Regions from separate parts of the Mus musculus genome. Here region 2 is linked to region 1. The links are chromatin contacts, called in public promoter capture Hi-C maps. All regions are on one chromosome and are shown on one strand. Each heading gives the region's core, a stretch centred on a gene start, on an enhancer-like site or on the middle of the called end of the contact. The rest is flanking DNA. Distances are from core to core; before and after follow the strand shown.

Region 1 (4,602 bases), core at 400-2,899:
ATACTGGGCAAACTTTTTATAAACTAAGCTACTTTTCTTTTTTAAATATTTATTTATTTATTTATTTATTTATTTATTTATTACAAGTACACTGTAGCTGTTTTCAGACACACCAGAAGAGGGCATCAGATCTCATTACAGATGGTTGTGAGCTACCATGTGGTTGTTGGGACTTGAACTCAGGACCTCTGGAAGAGCAGTCAGTGCTCTTAACCTCTGAGCCACCTCTCCAGCCCCTAAGCTACTTTTCTTAAGTCTGCCCATACTGGCGACTCCCTGAAATTGTTTAGTGACAGCAATAGTGGTTTCACTTGAATGGAGGTGTGTGTGTGTGGGGTGTGTGTGTGTGTGTGTGTGTGTGTGTGTGTGTGAGAACAGGCCTCTGCAGGGTGGTGGCCACGCCTTTCAAGCTCAGTGCTCCAGAGGCAGAGAGGCAGCTCCAGAGGCTGGCCTCTGACTTTGAGGCCAGGGTTCTTTACAAAGTGAGTTCCAGGGACAGCTAGGACTAAACAAAGAAACAAACCAACAAAAACCCTACCTTGAAATAAAATAAAGCTGGGGTTTCATATAGCCATAGCCCAGGCTGTCTAGTCTAAACTTACTATGTAGTGGAGAATGACCTTGAACTCCCGGTTGTAGGCATGTGACTCTCGTCTCTGAGTCAGACTCTGACTGTAGAGCATTGTCTGGCCTGGGACTCACTCTGTAGACCAGTCTGACCTCATTTCCCCTGCTTTCCAATGGTGGGATTTCTGTGTAGTGATGGCCTGAGTTTTCTAGGCAGTTCAGGCTATGCTCAAACTTGTATTCCTCTTGTCTCTGCCTCATGGGTGCAGGCTACAGACACCCTGTTCAGTGATCTCTAGAAGACAGTCTCACTCCCATACAAGGCTTTTGGACAACCACATCTTATAACTTCTCCCATCGAGGTACTGTGTGCGTCTCCCTGGGCTTCCTGCCTATCACCCACCTCTCGATGACAGGCACCCACCCTCATGCTTTGGCACTGCAGCCCCTGCTGACACGTGCATGCCTGCCTGTTCTTCCTGGCCCCACCGGGCCCCTGAACCCAGACAAACCATTTGGCTGCAGGTGGTCTTCAGCTCCCTCTGACCTCACCCCCATAGTTGAGATCCCACGGCTGCCTTGAGCCAACAGCCCCGTGCTGGGCTAGCCTGGTTTTTCTCATAGAGCCTTGGGCATACTTTTCCTAAGATAGGCAGTGTCCAGAAGACAGGACCTGGAATGGGGGCCGCAGGAAACCAGGTCTGGCTTTTTTCCTCTTCTCCCAGATGGGGACCCCTGAGGAGAGGGCCTAACTCTCCTCCCTCTGCTTCAGGTGGAGGGCTCTCTGAGGACTGACCCAGAATTGTTTTTCCAGTCCTTCCACCTCTTCCACCTTTCTGTTACTTTCTGGAAACTTCTATGTACATCTCCATCTACACAGCTTTCTCTATAGCCTGGGTCTCAGGAACCTCTGTGGCCTTCTGCAGGCTACCTCTGGCTCTGGTCTTAGAGATAAGCCAGACACTTGGCATGTAGTACTGGCCTTTCCTCTGGGACTATGAGGCCCAGAATTCACACCTGGAACTCCACCTCTGACCTCACAAGGGCTGCCTCAGAACTCAGTCTCCATGGTGCTACTGGTAAGAACAGAGATGCTATTTTGGGCAGTGTGTATGGACTTGGCTTAAGTGGCATGGGCCAAACCCCTGCCCTACTGACCTCTCCCCTGGAGAAGCACAACAGAACTCACAGCCACCCTGGGGAGGGCCCAGAGGCAGGCTCAAGTGAGGACTCGGAGACCGCAGAGCTACAGTTCAGTTGCAGCTTGAGTCTGCCTCCCTGATAGAGAAACGGAATCAAGACCAGCTGTGAGACGGAGGCTGAAAGACACAGAGCACTTCAGAGAGTGAGCGGGGCTGCGGGTAGTCTGGGACAGGGGAGCCTCCTTGGGGCAAGCCCAGCAGGGGGTGTTTGGGAAAGAAAGTTCACCAGGAGTTGGAGTATGACTCTCTGTCCTGGTTCAGCCCTGTGTGGCCGTGTGACACGGACAGATTGGCTGTCACTTGGATGTGGCAGGATCATAGCTGCTGAGTGGAGCAGAGGGTGGGAGGGTGCATTGGGCTGCACCGTGGAGGGAGGAGAGGAGAGCAAACAGACTGGGCAGAAGTGAGGCAGGTCAGAGATGGGTCTGCTGATGGCATCTTCCTCAGGCACTTTAAGGTTAGGGATATAAATTGATGCTTCATCCAGAGAAAATCGGGTAGCGCCTGTCTGGGGGCAACTGTCAGGAGTTACCCTGGCAGTCTAAGAGGAGGATGGACTAGAGGGTAAGTTTCAGAGAGGTGGGAGAGTCAACTTTAGCACAACGTTAGTTATCCAAAGCTAAGTAGATGGCAGACTTGGGGAGGCCAAGAGGGCTTTTGAGGAGCCCCGGTCTTGAGGTCCAGGTTTCTGGGGTAGCATGAGTAGAGGGGGGGGGTAGGACACTTTCACATTGCTTGAGGCATTCTCACCTTCCTCCCTCTTCCCTCCTCCCTCCAGCTTGCCTGGGTTTGGGATAGCGCTGTCCTGATTGCTTCTCTCCAAGTTCTGAATCTCTCACTCAGCCCTAGGTGGTTCCTCTCCAGTACCACAGAGTCTAAAACTCAGAAAACAATGGCCGATATCAGGTTAAGGGACGCTCTGAAGATCTGGATTGAGGATACAGGGCTGGTGAGCAGGCTCTGTCTGCCCCGTGTAAATGGCAACTAGCTGACCCAAATCCATCGCCTTTGACTCTTGGTGATGACAGAGTCTGCACTAGTCAGGGTCCTGATCTCTTTACCTCCTCAAGCCTCCGCTCCAAGTCTTGCTCTCCCGGCTCTCCAGCCGTGCGCTGTCCTCAGTTGCTTTCTGTACACATGCTCAGACTCCCTCAACAGTTCTTCCCTTTTCCCGGAGCTCTCTCCCTATATTTACCCACATGGCTACTCCTTCAGCCTTTCCATTCATTTCCAAAGAGGCCCCTCAGTCAGGCTTCCCGAGACAACTGTACTTCCGGTCCCACTCCCTGTGCAGTGGCAGCTGATGCATTCCTAGTGCCCTTCTAGACCTCTGTAGTCCTCACTGCCCTCTCAGGCAAGCATGCCTATCCAACTCATTGCTGAGTGCCACGAGAATACAGATGCTCGCCCTTTGTGCCCTCTCACTGGACCCAGCGGCTCCCTCTGCATTGGCAACCTTGCTCTTTCAGCCATGTCTCCCTTCTTGGCTTTAGACCTACTTCATAAGACCAGCAACTCGACGCCGGGTGAAAATTACCATCTCCGCACTGCACCTCCAGCCTCTCTCGTCTTCCTGTGGGTCTCAGCTCAGACAGGGGTCCCCTTCTCCTCGGCTCCAGCCAGAAGTCAAGGGTAACGTCCTTAATGTTCCCTCTCCGCCATGGCTCTCATCTAGGCACTAATACCTTAAATACCTAGGCTTTGTGTCTCCCCACCCCTCTTTCCCCAAGGCCCACCTAGCCACACCTGTCCTGTTCCTCTTCATCCCCGAGACCCAGCACCTTCCCCAGACGCCAGCACTGTACCACCTAACGAACACCGGTGTCTAAAACTCATTTTTTCATCTGTCTATCCATCAAACAAAGCTTTTATTGAACAAAAGTTTATCAAGTGTCAGACTCCTTAGGAAGGCTTTGGCGTCAATCTGGTTAGGATAGAGAAATAGATTGCCCAGTTCTTGGTAGGTTATTCAACCAGTGATCGCGCACATCTGTGGGCCTGGCACTGAGGGTCCTGGGGAGGTGAGACCCTGTCTCTCCTTTTCTCCTCCTCATTGCTCCTTCACCCACTCACTTCCAAGCACCTCTCTGCTGGCCTGGTTGTAGAAGCCCGGTGCGTTTGCTGACCCCCTCCCCCACCTTCTGAAGAACCTGGTTTTTGTTTTCAGGCTTCTGTGCTGTTTATAGAGCCCAGCATCAGATTTTGCCAAACCTCATGGGCAGAGTTCCCCCACTGTTCCTAACCCCAAGCTCTGCAGAGAGACAGACACAGTTGAGCTCTGATTCCCATCTACCCCAGACCCTGCCTCCTCCCCAAAACAGATTGCACTTTCAGTTCCCTGCCTACCCCCTTTGCAAAGTGGCCACATTGGTACACCCCTCCTGCCTGTTCAGTCTGGGACAGAAGGAAGAAGAGGCCTAGATGGGTCATCTTACCTTCCATGTCCCTATAGCTCTTGGGTGTCTTCATCCCTGCTCTCTCTACTGCCCCGGGCAGGAGAAGGTACTCGGGGAGAGGCACCTGGGTTACCCATTAACTCAGCCATGAGTTGAAGGGCAGATGGGCAGGAGGCAGACTTGAATCTCCTTTCTGTTTGTTAGCTTGGTCTGCTGCTTCAGGTCCACCCACAACTCCACAATGGCCCCCAGGTCTGTGCTGGAGACCATACAATCAGTGCTACAGAAGAATATGGTGCGAGAGTTTCTGGCAGAGTTCCTGAGTACCTATGTCATGATGGTGAGTGGCTGGGTGGCCTTGGGAGGCTGGGGGGCAACAGAGGCAGTCCTTTAGCCCCTCCCCACTGTTGACCCTAGGGTCATATCATTCCTTCCCC
Region 2 (4,403 bases), core at 778-3,277, 520 kb before region 1:
CCTTTCCTTTCCTTTCCTTTCCTTTCCTTTCCTTTCCTTTCCTTTCCTTTCCTTTCCTTTCCTTACCAGGATGAGCTTCTAAGTCCCACTGTCCTCCTTCCTCTCCGACGCCTCTCTACTGCCCCCACATGCATGCCTTTCTGCCCTTCAGCCCCAGGAGTAAGGCCTTCACACTTCTGCTCTGTTATAAAGGAAGACAGAGACAATGTCGCAAGCATGCCCCGCTTATCCCACACTTTAGTGCTTAGTATTGATCTAAATTGAATCTCAGGGAGACAAGACCATGATAAGCACAACCTAGCCTTTCCTTACAACACACTAGTATTTATATTGTACTAAAATACCCCTTCCCTCCAGCAGATGTGCCGGGCCCATTGGCCTAGGTTTTCTCGCCTTCCTCTCTGTTGTCACCTCTTTCTGCTTTCAATGTAGCTGTCACTGGTGTTTCGCCTGAGGAGACTGGAGAAACTCATTCTGTTTAAACTATAACCTGCCAGGAAAGCAAATCATCTGTGGTGAGAGAAAGCAGACCAGTGCTGAGGGGGCAGGAGGGAGGGAGACCTCAACTGGACTAAGGCACAGGGAATTTCTTGTAATTGAGGACATATTCTATGTTTTCATTGTATTCGCATAACAATTCTATCAAAACCTGAAGCATACAAAAGGGTCTGTTTTATTATATCTAACTAGCTTGACCTTGGTAATGTCAACTTAAAACAAACTGCCTATAAATTAAGGGTCTGCTGCCTTGAGCACAGAACAAGAGTTTCAAATCACAATTCCGCCTCAACATAAAACCAGGGCATGACCAATAAATACAAGGAGAGACAGCCTCTCAATGCCTACAGAGCTCTAAGACTGATCGGTTCTTCAGCTGTAGATGACACGTGTCAAAGAAGCAGAAGGCACAAAGTTGATATACAAGAACCTCTACCAAAATATGTGAAGTCTTAGATATCATGGGCACAGATTTGCTCTCCAAACCTCAATATACCTAGGCTTAAGTATAGAAAAGCATTTTGTTTGTTTGTTTGTTTGTTTGTTTGTTTTTAAAGTAGATGCTCTGCTAGACGTTAGGAAATAAAAGCAATTTCTATAGGACAGAAAGAGTCATTCTTTTATATCGCAGAATGCTCCTTGAGAACCTGAGACTAGCTTATCATGTGTGGTGATTTGGGGAGTAATTCAACTCTCCTGTGAGAAGGGATAACATATTGCCAGGTGACAGAAACATAACGTTCACAAGGCTAAGTGAATGAGGGTCTTATAAGAAGGAAACTTGTGTTGGAGGGCAGGGAACATGGTTAGAAAAAGGGTCTTTTTTTCTTCCTCTCTGACTTCTTGCTCCAAATTCCTGCACACGATCTGTTCTATTCCGTGTCTCCTGTGCAGTTCTCATGCCCCCTCTCTGAGTTCCCACATGGCAAATGTCCCCACTTACTTAGCTCTGCAGTGACCATGCTGCAGTGTTGAATAAAAAAATCCACTGGGACAAGAATGAGAGGGGAATGAGGAAGGGACTCAGTGGAGTGTTGGGAGATTAAGGGCGAAGACAAGACAAGATGGGTCTGTGAAGAGATGGAAGTAATAAGAAAAAACCAGATTCGGTTAAAAGTAAAATGACTGTGGGTTCAGGAAAATTTGGGAGAGGAGGGCAGGATTTGTGAGAAAGAACAGGAGAATCAGGTCAGTGGGAACACAAACCAGGAGTCACAAGAAAGAGAGGTTGGAGGTCAACAGGAAATAACTGGCGGTTAAGGTCAGAGGTCTTCAGAAGACAGCAGGCCACAGTAAGACATTACCTGCTTACGAATCTGTTTCGAGGGCATTGCCGCAAGAATAGAAAGCACCTCACACCCTGAAAAACCTACAAAACGCTTCCTCTCCTGGGGAGTAGTTTCTCCTTCTTGACCACACACAGGAAGTGCAGACTCTCTTCCACTTCAATTCCCAGTCACCAGGGTTCTTCGGGGACAGCTGACGTTGTGGGTCCTCGCGCCCTTGTAGAACAGCATCAGCTCCTCCCTGACGCGGTTACCCAGCAACCGACAGGCACCGGGTGCGCAGGCGCACCTAGCGCCCCCTCCGGACACGGGGAGGAGGCGGAACTTGGGCGCGCAGGGATCCTCTGGCCCCGCTAAGCCCCGCCTCCGCAGAGAAAGATAAGTCCGCCCTCCGCGCAAGGAGCTCCCGCAAGTGGGAAGGGCTGGGGCACCCAGACACCGCCTTCTCATGAATAATGCAGGATCCGGGCGGTGTCCCGGACCCGGAAGTGGAGTTGCAGAGTCACCGCAGTGGCTGAGCTGCTGACAGGAGGCGGCGGCGGAGGAGGAGGCGAGGCAAGACCTGCGGCTCCGCGGGGCTACTGCCGCGGTAGCTCTAGGCAACCCCACGGAGCTACGCCGGTCTCAGTCATCCCGCGAGCCTCTCGCCGCCTATCCATCCTTCCATCCGCCTATCCGCCCGACCGGTCCAGGGCGGCCTAGTCTGCATAATCTGCCGGGCTTCTGGGGCCGCCGCCCCGCGCGGTCCCATCGGCGTCCCTGGCCGCGCCCGGCCCCTGGCCCGCTCGCCCGCCGGCACCATGATGGAGGAGATCGACCGGTTCCAGGTGCCCACCGCGCACTCGGAGATGCAGCCGCTGGTGAGGGGGCGGGCGGCGGAGAGGCCAGGGCCGGGAGGGGCGCCGCTGGAGGGGAGGGAAGGAACTAGGCCGTGGGGATTGTGCGAGGGGGCGCCATCTGATAAGGTAGAGGGAGTCCTGAAAACGCTTTGCCGGGGGAGGGAGATTTGCAGAGCGAGAAAACCGTGGGAGATTACCAGCGGTGCGAGCGAAGGACCTGAAAGGGCGGAGGGCACGGTCAGCAGATGCAGAACGCCGTCGGATAGGACCAAGGGAGGCACTCTAGTGCACACCTCTAGTGGAGGGCAATTTAGGAGGATGTCACAGAGCATCTTTGGCAGCAAGCCCGGGGGGTCGGATGAGAAAGGCGTTTAGCTCCCCGAGGCCTGTGATGCTCAGGGCGAGGGAGGAGGCCAGCAGATCAGTCTAAGGAGGAAAGGAAATAGGCCTTTAGAAAAGGAGAGGCCTGCCCGCCGGTCCTTTAGATAAATATAGCAAAGCTGAGCAGGAACCAGGCCTTGATGGGGGCAGAGGTTCATTGCAGAACCTGGGAATTTCCTTCCTCTCGAGAGAGGAGCCCCATTTCGATCTGGGGGCATCGGGAAGGGGAAGAGTTTGCGGTGGCGAGATGGAGACTCAAGGGTGTCCATGGGAAGGTATCTCCAGGATAAGAGGTGGAGCTGTGCTGAAGTGGGCCGTGCCGACCGGTTCGGAATTCGGAAGAGCCCCTATCATCTTAGGCCTACGTGTTTGGAGTCTTTGCTGGGCGGGGATCCTGCCTCCGGTCCGTGGTCCTGGAGTCAGGCAGGAATGATGTCATCGATGCCGGCGCCGAGGGGATGGAAGGGGGAGGGCGATGCCAGTTTATGGAGGCATGGCCTAAAGAAGAAGGTGCCTCCTGGCCATTGCCCTGAGGCTACCTGACTGTCATTGCTGTCAGCATATGGGTAGGAAAGTCAGAGGCCTAGCCAGCTGGCCTAGAGAATAGAGAGGAAAGAATGTAGAGGCCATGTTCATTGCTTAACCCACCTTGGGGCCTGTGCTAGTAAGATCTAAAACGAGGCGTGATAGGCCAGGAACCAATAGGTAATGGATGCCTTGCTCTCTGCTGGAGCCAACCTGTGCTCTCCAACTCCTGAAGCTTGAGGGCTCCCCACGTCTCTTCCCTCTGTGTTAGTCAGGGTGGCCCAGAATAGCTTCTTCCCTTGGGCCTTCGGCTCCCAAACTGACAGGTAGGCTTTGTGGTTTCCTAGGTAAGGAACCCGCCTGTTACAGTAGCCAAGGTGAACCACAGTGGGAAGTATGACAATCTCCGTTTGCTGGATAATCAATTGCCGTGCAGCTGGAGACAAGTGTCTTCTACGGTTTGTGACGCTGAAACAGATGGGCTTTGTACAGTGTTAAACTGAGAGATGCTGCAGGACTTTTCCCTACCTTGATGTCACTGCCGGATTCTTTGGGAACCGGAAAATCTCCAGGGAACAGTTGGTTCTGTGGATGTAAAGAAGGCCCTTGGGCTGAGTTAGAACTTAGTAGGCTCCCTACCCAGCTAACCTTGTTTTCAAACTAGGATGCCCTTCCAGTTCTAAGCTGATCCTGTGTGGGTGGGTGGATGAAAGGGGTGGAGGTCCTAGTAAGTCTAGGAGAGGAGGTAGTTCTTGTTTCTTATCTGAGGATTCCAAGATAATAGCTATCCAAGGGCAGAGAAGAAAGAATCAAGCCATCAGGATTGTGCAGTTGTTTTTGGTTCTGTTATTTTCTGGTATTCTTTCTTAACCCT

What was found. Promoter capture Hi-C pulls out the DNA fragments that hold promoters and counts their contacts.
Region 2: a promoter capture Hi-C map of cranial neural crest shows a contact between it and region 1. The contact joins the promoter of Dnaic1 here to the promoter of Aqp7 in region 1. A contact is called at or near these places in 4 of 39 promoter capture datasets (cranial neural crest, embryonic stem cells, hippocampal neurons and 1 more), 1 of 115 datasets of contacts at active chromatin or transcription factors (bone marrow-derived macrophages) and 1 of 9 other capture datasets (embryonic stem cells).

What each region holds. Positions count from the first base shown.
Region 1 is chr4:41,045,183-41,049,784 of GRCm38.p6, reverse strand. It overlaps Aqp7 (aquaporin 7), which reads left to right and starts at 1,649. Exons shown (of 8, transcript NM_007473.4): 1 at 1,649-1,912; 2 at 3,263-3,401; 3 at 4,370-4,505. The coding sequence starts at 4,407.
Region 2 is chr4:41,567,418-41,571,820 of GRCm38.p6, reverse strand. It overlaps Dnaic1 (dynein, axonemal, intermediate chain 1), which reads right to left and starts at 2,027. Exons shown (of 20, transcript NM_175138.4): 1 at 1,803-2,027. The coding sequence starts at 1,829. Fam219a (family with sequence similarity 219, member A) reads left to right here and starts at 2,283. Exons shown (of 6, transcript NM_001159583.2): 1 at 2,283-2,644. The coding sequence starts at 2,585.